Regions from separate parts of the Sus scrofa genome. Here region 1 is linked to region 2. A link is a contact called in public HiChIP or PLAC-seq data. All regions are on one chromosome and are shown on one strand. The core of a region is the stretch at or near the end of the contact, and the rest is flanking DNA. Distances in the headings are between cores, read along the strand shown.

Region 1 (5,718 bases), core at 60-2,559, 1.0 Mb after region 2:
GCAATATGGATCTCACTTAAGGGATGGGTCCCGACATGATTTGTGAAGAGCTTTTGGATTCTTTAAATGTTTCTGAAGCTGTGCTGAGTGTAACACTAAGAATTACTTCTAGGGAGCCGTGTCTTCTGCAGAGTATTTCTGCTGATGCTAGCAGTGATTCTTAGCATTTATTTAGTACCCTTTGAACTGGCACCATGCTAAACTCTTTACCTGCCTTATTTAATTGGCACAACCTCCCTCTGTGACGTGTAGATATTTTCCCCATTCTATTGCTGAGGAAGCTGAGATTTGGAGAGGCTAAGAAATTCCCACAAGATCACACAATTAGAGTCAGAATTTGACCCAGAGTTAGAATCTGACCCAGGTCTGCTGACACTAGAACTTGGGTGCTAACCATCCTGGTATCATTAAATGAAGCCTGTTGCCCAGGGTGGGGCAGAGTCAGCCCAGTGAGGCCCATCTACAGGGACTTGGAAGATGGTTTTGTTAAAATAGGTTGAACTCTCCAGAATGTTATTGACTCATATCCCCTTATAACCTCTGCTCTAGCAGTGGAGGATGGAGAAATCCCTAGGAATAAGTAACGTTTAGAGAAACTAGAGCATCTAGTTTGTCAAGGCAACACAGCAGATTTCAAAGGAGCAAGAAGGGAAGTTTGTGGCTTCTTAGACTGTGGTGAGGGTAGAGATACACAGAAACAGATGGAAGTGAGAAAGTGAGGTCCTTTTTTCCCCTGAGCATTTTTAGTTGGGAGCTCCTTTGGGTATGTTTCTCCTTGTTTTTCATTTGGACTGGGAATGTCTTCCATTTGGGAACCCTTTGCTTCTGAGAAGCTCAGAGCAGAGCACAGGGTCCCCATGTAAAGAGGCGAGGGGCTCTGTGATTAGAGCACCTGCAGCTCTCCTGAGCCAACCAGCTCCGTGGTCTCAAATGGGAAAAGAAACAAGAATGCAGAGAAGATGCCATTTTCACAAGTTAGCTGGCATGTTTGGCTGACTTTTGCTTGCAGCCTGGGTCTTGCAGATGGGGGTGGGCAGGAGGTGAAGGAACCTCAACAGATGGCAGCAATCAGTGGGTGTTGGTGACCATTTTTCCTCACTGCTGAAAACATGGTCACCTTGTGCCTGTGACAATCAGACTCAACTCCAAGTTCCTCCGTCCTAGAACACAGAACAGTATAATCCTTTTTCAGCTTGCAGAAGGAATATTTTTAGAGAGAAGAGGTATCTAGGGAATACAAGGGCCACCTGAGATTCTGATTCAGCGATGTGAATTCACCTGCCCAGTTACAAGTCCTGATGTCTGAGGAGATTTGTTTGTCAGTCTCACAAGGACGGAAATGAAAAGCAATTTGCTGTAAACCCTTCCTCTCCCTTCTGATTGGTAAGGGGAAAAATGTCCACACACTGCCATCTGGTGGGAACTTCTGGTCACTGCATTTTTGAGAGTTCTTGCAAGAAACAACTGAGAAGGGGCCAGGCTTTTTCCTCCTGTTCGTTAACAAAGAGGCAATGAACAAAACATGGTCCTTGCCCTTGAAGAGCTCCCAGTCTAATGGAAGAACTTGACATGTTAGCAAGTAATTATAACTTGAAAAGTACCGTTTTAGGAATGTAAAGAGTAAGTTGTGAGGTAGTCTGGTTGGTAAGAAAGGAACATGGGAAAGCAGCTATAGGTAAAAGCTGGAAGAAGGTTGAGGCCAGACCGTGAAGGACCTTGAATGTCTGAGCAAGGCAGTGAGTCCGCTCAAGTTTAGTTAGAAGGAAAAAGATGGAGTCAGATTTTGGTGGTAAAGCAATACAGACAACAAGCGTCTGTATATATGCTTTCAAAGCATCCAGATCCTCTTGTTAGCAGAAGTCTCCTATGGAAATCCATTATGTGAACTAAGTGAAACCATGGATATTCAGACGGAAGTGGAAGAATTGTCTCCCACTCCACCTCTCCCATCCTTGGTACATATAGCTGCTTTGGGGGCAATATCTAAGGCCCAGCAGAACCTGGTTTGATACCTACTCCTGTGGAGTGTCCCTTAGCTAACATGACACACATGCTCTGGTTTTAGAGGTAACTCTATCCTGTCTCTCCTGACATAGGTCTTTATATATTAGGCTCCAGATCTTTTCCTATCTTTTAATCAAAAATTGCTATTTTTCATTTTAAAAAAATTTCTATTTTTCTTTTTTTTTTAGGGCCACACCCATGGTATATGGAGGTTCCCAGGCTAGGGGGTCTAATCAGAGCTATAGCTGACGACCTACACCACAGTCACAGCAACGCCAGATCTGAGCCATGTCTGTGACCTACACCACAGCTCACAGCAACTCTGGATCCTTAACCCACTGAGTGAGGCCAGGGGAACCTCATGGTTCCTAGTTGGATTTGTTTCTGCTGTGCCACCACGAGACCTCCAAAAAATATTCTATTTTTTTTGGAGCAGTTTCAGGTTCACAGCAAAATTAAGAGGAAGATTAGGAGAGATTTTCCATATCCTCCCTACAGCTATACATGCACACCCTCCCCCATGATCAGTGCTTCCTCACCAGAGTGGCCCTTTGTTACAACTGATGAACCTCCATTGACACATCATAATCAACCAAAGTCCATAGCTTGCATTAGAGTTGCACTGCCCTAAAAATACTCTGTGCTCTGCCTATGTATCCCTTCCCCACTCCTTGGTAACCACTGACTTTTCTACTCTCTCTAAAGTTTTGCCTTTTCCAAAATGTCATATAGTTGAAATCATATAGGATATAGCCTTTTCCAATTGACTTCTTTCCCATGCTTTTTACTAGAGCTGCTGATAGTTCTGAAGATCCCATTTATGGTAACTCCCATTTTATGAATAAATTAACTTTCTTATGCACAAAACCTATATCACCCGTTCCCTGTCCCTACTGCTTGAGGACAATATGTAGGAAGGTGGCTAGAGACCAGCTATCTCTGAGTGTCTATGAAGCATCATTTGTCTGCTGGCCAATATATTAACTCACATTCAGTATCTACACTTACGTGCCATCCTCAACCCACAGACCATCTATGATGGAGTTTTGAGAAGGAATCTTTTGGCTCTTACTAATGACATGCAAATCATTGCTTTCATTCTAAGAATTGAATTCTGGGAAAGCATTCAAGAGCCATCTGAGTAGTGACTGAATTATGGAGATCTACAGGAGCAGGTCTTTCTGTTCTGTTAAGACATGTAGCCTCTGGATGGCATTTGCCACAAGGAGAGAGATTTCAATCCAAGAGCTGATCAAGTGTGACTGGTCCTCCCCTCCCCGCCATGGCCAAAGGCTGCTTTGTTCCACCAATGTGGTTATCTTCCTGCCCTTTCAGATCTACACTTTCAAATGCAAAACACAAATGCCACCCACCCAACAGCATTTCCTCTAATTCTTTCTCCTGCTCCTTGTCTTTCCTCACGCCTTGCCCACTCTTGCTGCATGATGGGGTCAGTTTGCTCTCACCTTCCCACACTAGCTTCTCTGTTTCAAGCTTGTGTCCGGAACTGCCTCCTTCTCGCCATCTGGCAGCTGACATCTGCCACATCTTTCCAACTCAGGCCCCCACCTTTTCTTGGAGTCTTTCAGAAAAAAGATGTTAACTTTCACTGAGACTTTTCCCAGGACTTGATTATGTACACAGAATTTTCCACACGGTTGAACAATTACTTTTGCATCAACTCTGGCCCGCATTACTTAAGTTAATTGTTATTTTCCTGAGGACACACTGGCCAGTGTCCTTTTAGGTACCCAGAGCCAAGTTCAATAAACATTAAGAGAGTGAATATCACACTTTAGAATGAATGGGTTGGGGTTCTTCTCTGTTTTATTAGAGAAAATGGAAATGTCCCTCAACCTAAAGCCCTTAATAAAGACAGCAAGGTGGAGGAGGGGGTTTTTGCACACTGTGCAGTGTGTATGAATATCCACTGCTCACATATGTCACTCAGTTGATCACATATGTTACTCACTCATGCTTGTCTCCCTTTGTTAAACAATGGGCACATTGGGTTAAGGATCTGGTGTTGCTGCAGGTGGGTTGTAGGTCGCAACTGCAGCTTGGTTCCTGGACCAGGTGGCCAAACAAACAAAACAAAACAAAAAAAACCCAAAAAACAAAAAACTCTGACCTCCTTGAAGGATGGAGGTTTCAGTGCTTGGCTTGGGACCTGGATCAAAAGGCATGATCAATAACTACTTTTTCAGTGGATTTTTCAATGTATGTATTCAGATAAAGAAGACACATGGGCCCTCAGTAAAGTTTCCTTAAGACCAGATGGTCCTTTTTTTCATCCTGGAATAATTTCTAATTAAAATCAATAAAACAGTGCAGTGTGACTCATGTACTGTCTGGTTTATTTGGCTTTCTCTGGAGCTTCCTGAGGGCAGGGTTTTGAGTGGATGTTGATGGAGAAAGAGCCAGGCTGGAGGTAACGACACCTGTGCTAGAGCCCCACCTCTCCCAGCTTCTGTGCATGTGGTCCAGGGTAAGTCGCTTTTCATGGAACCTCAGTTTTCCCATCTGTGAAGTGAAGACATTGTCTCTCCAGGATCTTCCATCTCTGACAGTGCCTTCGATTTCCTTGGTTTTGCCTCAGGTACCAAAAAAGCCCCGATCTTTCGATTGAACTTGCTGAGTCATTTTGAATTAGTAAAAGCCCAGTGTTGGCTCCCTTTCTCTTCTGAAGTTATCCAAACAAAGATCAGCACAAATGATTCCAAGGGAAAGCATACCTCCAAAATGAGTCCTTTAGAGCTGATTGTCTTGGTGTTCAATAGTTCAAGCTTTCACAAAGCAGGTTCCTGGACATTGACTTATGAGACACTCACCAATGTAGTAGAAGCCAAGTTGAGTTGAGAGGTAGAGCTGATACCCCAGCAACAGTCTTCTCACTTCATAATGTAAGTACATTGTAGATGTATGTATTACAGAGAATCAAATTTGTCCCTAAATTTATCTAAAACCACACATAACAAAGGGCTTTAGAATAGAGCCCTTTGTACTTAGTTATTGAAGGTGTTAAGCTCCCTTGGTTGTGAGAAAGGGAAACACCCTTCAGTAAGATCAGGTCATGGAAGATTAATTTTAGGGGACATACACATAGAAACAGTCCTCTGGGTTTACTGGAAGCCAGGCCAACCTAACTACCAGGCTTCACAGTGTCTGGAATAGGAAGGTGGTCTGGACCCCACAGATTGACTTAGATCTGCTCTCAGGACTGTGGGGCCAGACACACCTGCCTTGATCTTGTGCTTCATCTTCAGTACAACTCAGCTCTCTGTCAGTTTCTACTTCTCCTAGAGTCTGTTCTTTTCTCTTCATGTTACCAAGCTGCATCATTTACTCCATGTTATAAAATCTGGAGAGACACGCTCTGACTGCTGTGGTTAATTACCATGGCCCTTGGTTGGGTAGGTTGTTTTCTTCAAGTCTCTCTATAGTTGCTGATTATCCTATAATTTGGCAGCTCTTAGATCATGGGCACTTCCTGGTCTGATATTCTTTGGCCAGAAGCAGGTTCTAGCCTATACATATAACTACTCCTAAACCTGGAGGGAAAACCCATTCCTCAGTGAAGGCAGTACATGGATGGTTTCCTTTGCAAAGGACTGTGTGATGGTGGGGTGGGTATGTCTGCTCCACCAGGAATGCTCATTAGGTGAAGAGACCACTTAAGAAGGATCAGGACCAGGAATGCTCATTAGGTGAAGA
Region 2 (6,505 bases), core at 1,852-4,351:
TCTTCTCAAGCCTCAGTTTCCCCTTATGAGGAGTGTGGACAAGGGTCACCTCTAAGACCACTTCCTGACTCAGGCAGTGGAGATCTTCTGACTTGAGAAGACGGGTCAGGGTCCCTGCTTCACTCTAGGTTACCTCAGCAACCCAGGCAAGCCATGTGCCACAGGAGCATTTAACGCAAATACAGAGATTCACTCACACAGAGCTCAGTGGGAACCAAGGAAGGGTTCAGGGGTTCCCTGCCAGATCCTCCTCACGGCATGCCATCCTAGCATGCTCTCTGTCGCTTGTGCTCCTTTTCTCGACTGCAGGTCCTCAGACGTTGTCTCTGCAGCTCACCGTCTGTCCTCAGGCAGGAAGATCCAGGAAGTGCCTGGTTCTCTAGACCCTATTCCTGCCTTGGATCTAAAGAACACTATGCAGGATGATGCTCCAGATTAAGCAACTTGAACCACAGAGGGGAAAAAAAACAAAACAAAACAAAACTGAGCAGAGAGTGAGTTCCTTGAAGATAAGGAATACTAGGCAGAGATGTTCTTTTTTCCTTCCTTAAGATATCCTAATGATTACATAAAGCAGTTAAAAAATTTTTTCTTTAGGATTTGTGAACCCTTAAAACGAGAGAGCCAGCTATTGTAACTTGACCAGAAAAAGAGCTTGTTCCCAGCCTCAGGCTCTCCTAGGCAATGGATCTTCTGGTTCCTTCTGATGCCCTAAAGATATGACTTGCCCTTGCCCTGTCTTCTCCTACCTATAATTACAGGATTTCCCCCCCTGGGCTCAGATGTGCTCACCAGGCCCTCCCTGATGTCTAAAGATTTCCACAATTGCCTAATTACTTCTACATCTTGACTCTGGACACTTTCTTTGAAGGCCTCCTGAGTTTTGCATTTTAAGCCCCAGTAAGTTACTCAACTTTGTTTCTTCATCTTCCTCCAATGCTTAGACTCCCACAGCAAAGCAAGAACTAGAGCACAACATATATGGCGGAAAGAGAGGGTCCCAGAGGGGAAAAACACAAGTTGCCATGACTCAATTTTCAAACTGCTGTTGGAGCGCCCATTGGCTGAGAACCACTTGTAGGGTGAAGCAGTAATGATTATTGGCTGAAAGAGCACCTTCAATTTTATTTGGCTTGTAATGGCTAAGAGCATACACTAACCTTGGACGCCAGATAGAAATATTTATGATATGATATGTATGATACAAATACAAGTTTCAAGGGGAAAAGTCACAGTAATTACAGTTAAAACAAATCTGTGTTATTAAATGGGATGTGCCAGAAATTAATTTTCCTTTCCATTCCTTATGAGGCAAAGTGCTTCTGATAGGGGGAAAAAAAAAAGTGCTTCTGATCAATAAGACATTTTCAGGAGTTCCCTGGTGGCTCAGTTGAGTAAGGATCTGGCATTATTACTGCCATGGCACAAGTGTGATCCCTAGCCCAGGAATTTCTGCATGCTGCAGGTGCAGCCAAAAAAGAGAGAGAAAGAAAGATCTAATCTTTTTAAACTGAGTTGATATAATTTCAGTCAAAGGCAAAAAAAAAATTGATGTGTTAATTAGCATCTATGACTTCAACATTAGTAAAACAAGGGTTTCTATTAGGCTTTTTGAAACACTGAAAATATTTTGAAGACACCAATTTATGGATTTTACCATAGTATTAATCTCCTTTCTTCTGGTTACAGCACCACCCCCTTTTCCTTCCTTTCCCTTTCTTTTTTCTTTAGAAACACCTTCCCCCACGTCAGTCCCCAGAACTTCCCCAGCTCCAGGAAAGGACTTGAACCAAAATCAACCCAACTCCACTTCCTCTTTGGCTACAAGGGTTGTTAACTCACAATAAACTTTGAGAGATAAGCCCAGCACACTTTTGAAAAAGTTAGGGAAGAAATGGGTTTCCATTTTCCCTGGGGTTGCTATCTGCTGTTTTGCCACCACGAGGGTGTGCCCAAGCATTGAACCAGAACAGAAGGGGGTAAAGATTAGAGCCAGAGAATAGAAGCTGACAACAGCTCAAGGCCTTGGTTGTCAAACCAGAAGCCAGCTCTGCCCCCAAGAAGCGCCCCATTTCTGCTTTAGCCAACATGAGTTGGGCTTTGTCATTACAATCCAGTAATTCTCTCTACTCCCTCCTTACTCCCATTACTACCCAAATAGACCTCTGGGCTCCAGGGATTCCAGGTTGAGAGTCATTAACCCAGCACCAAGGAGATTATAGAAATTTGTTTGTCTACCTGTCAATCTAAATCCCTACCTAATTCAAATCTTGATCGCAAATTCCTCAGGTTGCTGATTCATGTTTATTGAGCTCCTACCATGCACAAAATTCTCCTGGGATCTGTGGGAAGCTATGTGACTCTGCCTGCTAGCCCCTACCCCTCACAAACTGATAAGCAAACTAAGAGGAGAACAGGGAAGGAACAGAATCTTCTAGATGGAATCTGGGAAAGCTTCATAAAAGAGGGTTCATCAGAGATGAGCCTTAAGGGATTAAGTGAGTCATAGTTGATGTAGACACTAACCCATGTTCGACTTCTTGGTCCAGTATTCAGCTTAAACTCCACAGAGGTCATTGCTAACACAGTGTCAGGCCCTGGAGGAGAAGGGTTTCTTCTGCTGGTCTCCCAGATCCTGCTAATGGATATATGGGGCCTCATGTAGAGACGGGGGTTCAGGCCACCCAGACGTACATTGGGGGAATCATAAGACAAGGACTTTATGCCTGGAAATTCACCTCAGGATATCCAGGAATCATAAAACAGTTGGATAGCATAGAATTCACTGTCAGAGCTTACAAACACCTTGGGAATTAATCAGCCTGTTCATTTGACAGATAAGAGCCTGGAAAACTGAACAGGTCAAGGACTTGTCCAAGATCACTCCTGCCAAGACACTCCCAGGACCTCAGGGCTCCGTGACTTTGACCAGCTCAAAGGAGAGACCATGATTATTTCAATTCCTTCCCGCCAGGAGTTAGAAGAGGAGTCTGGAATTGCATTTTGATAGATGATGTCTTTTATCTCAGATAGCTTCCTGTGCCTTGCCTTGCTTCAGCACATCCCTTGATTTTAACATGCAGTGAGCCACTCCTGGGGCTGAGTCATGCAAGCCTGGAGGACTTTCTTTGGCTCTTTAGCCCGTGACCGTTGCCTCGTTGGCTTTCTAGCCAATAACCATAAAATCCCCGTAAGAAAGCCCCTGCTGAGGATGCAGTCTTCTTGGGCTCCACATGGGCTTCTAGGGAAATGTAGATGCCATCAGAGGATGACAATTTGGGGATTGGTTCCATGGCTTGCCAAGCCATTCCTCCAGTGTCTCAGGAACATAATAAAGGGAGGAAATCATTGTTCTAAATAGAAGAAGGAAGACAGGGTATATGGGAAGACTTTTTTCCAGAACTCATTTTTCAGTATCTGAGGGGTCTTTTCCACAGCCAGCTCTGAATTACCACTGGGGCTGACAAAGGATGAGAAGCCAGGGGTCTCTGTGGGTGTGACGAGGGGGCTGGGACAGGACTTTCTTTTCCTCCTGCATGAGCCACCGCTGAGACTCAGAGTAAAGCTATTGATTCTTTTTGTTTGTTTGTTTGTTTGTTTGTTTGTTTGTCTCTTTTCCTTTTCTAGGGCCGCACCTGTGGCATATGGAGATTCCTAGGCTAGGGGTCTAATCAGAGCTGTAGTTGCCGGCCCAAACAAGAGCCACAGAAATGCAGGATCCAAGCCGCATCTACAACCTATACCACAGCTCACGGCAACACCAGATCCTTAACCCACTGAACAAGGCCAGGGATCGAACCCGCAACCTCATGGTTCCTAGTCGGATTTGTTAACCACTGAGCCATGACGGGAACTCCAAAGCCACTGCTTTTTTAAACCTCTGGTATTAGAGGGAGTTGTAACATAATGGAGATCAGCAAATGGACATTGGATGATGAGTGAATGAATGAACAGATGAATAAATGAATTTGCCCACATATCAATTCAGTACACAAACATTGACTATATTTCAACGTGCGCTGAAGCCAGACTGGAGACCAGTCTAAGATCTGGTCTCTGCTCCAGAGGAACACACGTTCTAAAAGGAGAAGCAGACACGCAGACAAATAAATGACCACACACCATGACAGAAGCTGAAGCGCAGCTTGGTAGATGGGCTCTGGAACCCAGGGCAGGAGGATGTGACTAAGCCTCCTTCCCGTGTAACTAAACTTGCAACCCTTGGTCGCCAGGAGCGTCCCTAGTGTTGCAGGAACTGGCATGACTCACCTTTCCCTATCAGACACTATGCTGGGAACATCTGAGAATACCAGTTAGTGTTTGATGAATAAACTCTCCTGGAGGAGGTGTGAAAGCTTCTGCTGTGTAGGTGACTTGGGCCATGTGACAGAGTCTGCAGAGCTCTCAAGCTACCTGTCCCAGCCTCCTATGCCAAGGACTCCAGCCATCACAGCCTTTCCTGGGATCTGTGTTCAGAATCCACCGGCCCCAGTCCCATCTCACCTGCCACAGTTATCTTCAAAGGTAAAGTGAGATCAAGGCACAGGAAACATCAGAGTCACGGTCGCCCTGCTCATCCATCAGGGCTAGAACACCTCACCTTGAACAAGGGAGATAAGAGAATAAAATAACGCCTGACACAGCCTTATCACCGATAATACAAACTCAGTTTTTCCATTAAAAGGACTGAGAGCCACGGTCCTGTACTTTGGCTGATAAAGAGATCACAGGAAACAAAGCTATTAATTTTTATCTCTGCTGTGCAATAGCACATTTGAGTGAAGACAATATAACCAAAGGGGAAAAAAATACTTTTTCTGACAGTGGAAGTTGGATGTGATTTTTTTTTTTTTCCTCTCGCCTTTCATTTCTCACACCTTGTTCTTCCACAAGCCTCTAAGAATTTTTTTTTTTTTTTTTTTTTTTTTTTGTCTTTTGTTGTTGTTGTTATTGTTGTTGCTATTTCTTGTGCCGCTCCCTCGGCATATGGAGGTTCCCAGGCTAGGGGTTGAATCGGAGTTGTAGCCACCGGCCTACGCCAGAGCCACAGCAACGCGGGATCCGAGCCGCGTCTGCAACCTACACCACAGCTCACGGCAACGCCAGATCGTTAACCCACTGAGCAAGGGCAGGGACCGAACCTGCAACCTTATGGTTCCTAGTCGGATTCGTTAACCACTGCGCCACGACGGGAACTCCCCTCTAAGAATTTTTAATCGCAGATATATTTGACACAGGTCTGGCTATGCACTCACCAATATATAATATCAGAAATATCCTTCTCTCTCTCTTTACCCCCATCCTTGGATGACTTGGTACAGTATTTAGAATGCACTTTAAAGGACTCGAGCCAGTTCATTGCCTCTCAGGCTCTCAATATTCTTTTCTTTAAAATAGGGAGCTAGGAGTTCCCAATGTGGCTCAGTGGTTTAAGAACTCAACATAAGGTCTGTGAGGATGTGGGTTCAATCCCTAGCCTGGCTCAGTGGGTTAAGGATCCAGTGCTGCTGCAAAGCTGCCGCATAGGTTGAAGATGTGGCTCAGATCTGGTATTTCTGTGGCTATGGTGTAGGCTTGCAGCTGCAGCTCCAATTCAACCCCTAATCTGGGAACTTCTGTATGCTGCAGGTATGGCAATAATAAGATAAACAAACAAACAAATACAATTATAAAAATTAAAAAGAATAAAATAAGGAGTTAGTTGGCTTCCATAATCACTTCCAGGTTCAGTAATCCAAGAGCCTGTGTCTGAAGGGGACACAAAGCAGATCAGTTTTTGTGGGTTTTTTTGTTTTTATTTTTGTTTTGTTTTGTTTTTTGCTTTTTAGGGCCACACCCAAGGCATATGGAGATTCCTAGGCTAGGGGTCTGATTGGAGCTACAGCTGCCGGCCTACATGACAGCCACAGCAATGCAGGATCCAAGCCATGTCTGCAACCTACACCACAGCTCACGGCAATGGTGGATCCTTAACCCACTGAGCAAGACAAGGGACTGAACCCACAACCTCATGGTTCCTAGTCAGGTTCATTTCCTCTGTGCCATGATGGAACTCCAGAGCAGATCAGTTTTGATGACAAGGGCAGTCTTTCTAAGTACAAGGGCTGTCAGATGACAGTAGAACCAGACAACCACCCATTGCTTTGGGCACTATGCCTTAGGGAGCCCAGCTCTGGCCTTCCTTACAGGGCAGAGGTCCATGAATATATGTACCTGGAGCCCACAGCCCAACTTCCAGAGCAAACTCTGAATACCTGGGACCCTGAAATTGCCTGTGCAAGTGGCCCAAGTCCTGCTTCTAGGCCCTACCTGATCTCTCCCCTGGTCCCTCATCCTCAGAGCAGATCACGGGCCCAGGATGCACACCCCTAGGACTGGTTGTGGTCCAGGGGTGGAGGTGTGACTGGTGCTCTACATCCATATTCCACTCCTCCCTGCCCTTGGGAAAACTTGGGTAGAAAAGTTTGCAAAGCATTTGTCTTTGGGGTGCCAAGGCCCACCAATG

The links. HiChIP or PLAC-seq counts read pairs in DNA pulled down with a chosen protein or histone mark.
Region 1: an H3K27ac HiChIP or PLAC-seq map of alveolar macrophages shows a contact between it and region 2. The contact joins two enhancer-like sites. A contact is called at or near these places in 1 of 47 Hi-C or Micro-C datasets (subcutaneous adipose tissue) and 1 of 2 datasets of contacts at active chromatin or transcription factors (alveolar macrophages).

Annotation. Positions count from the first base shown.
Region 1 is chr13:126,699,167-126,704,884 of Sscrofa11.1, forward strand. The region is part of intron 2 of TPRG1 (tumor protein p63-regulated gene 1 protein); the gene reads left to right. Among named protein-coding and RNA genes, the nearest start is that of TPRG1, 170 kb to the left of the region's middle. Within about 2 kb of position 1,310, at least 16 of the 83 cell types and tissues checked have an H3K27ac peak or open chromatin away from gene starts, as enhancers often do. A contact at or near this core is called in alveolar macrophages, where this site is marked.
Region 2 is chr13:125,695,665-125,702,169 of Sscrofa11.1, forward strand. No RefSeq gene overlaps it. Among named protein-coding and RNA genes, the nearest start is that of LPP, 83 kb to the right of the region's middle. Within about 2 kb of position 3,102, at least 10 of the 83 cell types and tissues checked have an H3K27ac peak or open chromatin away from gene starts, as enhancers often do. A contact at or near this core is called in alveolar macrophages, where this site is marked.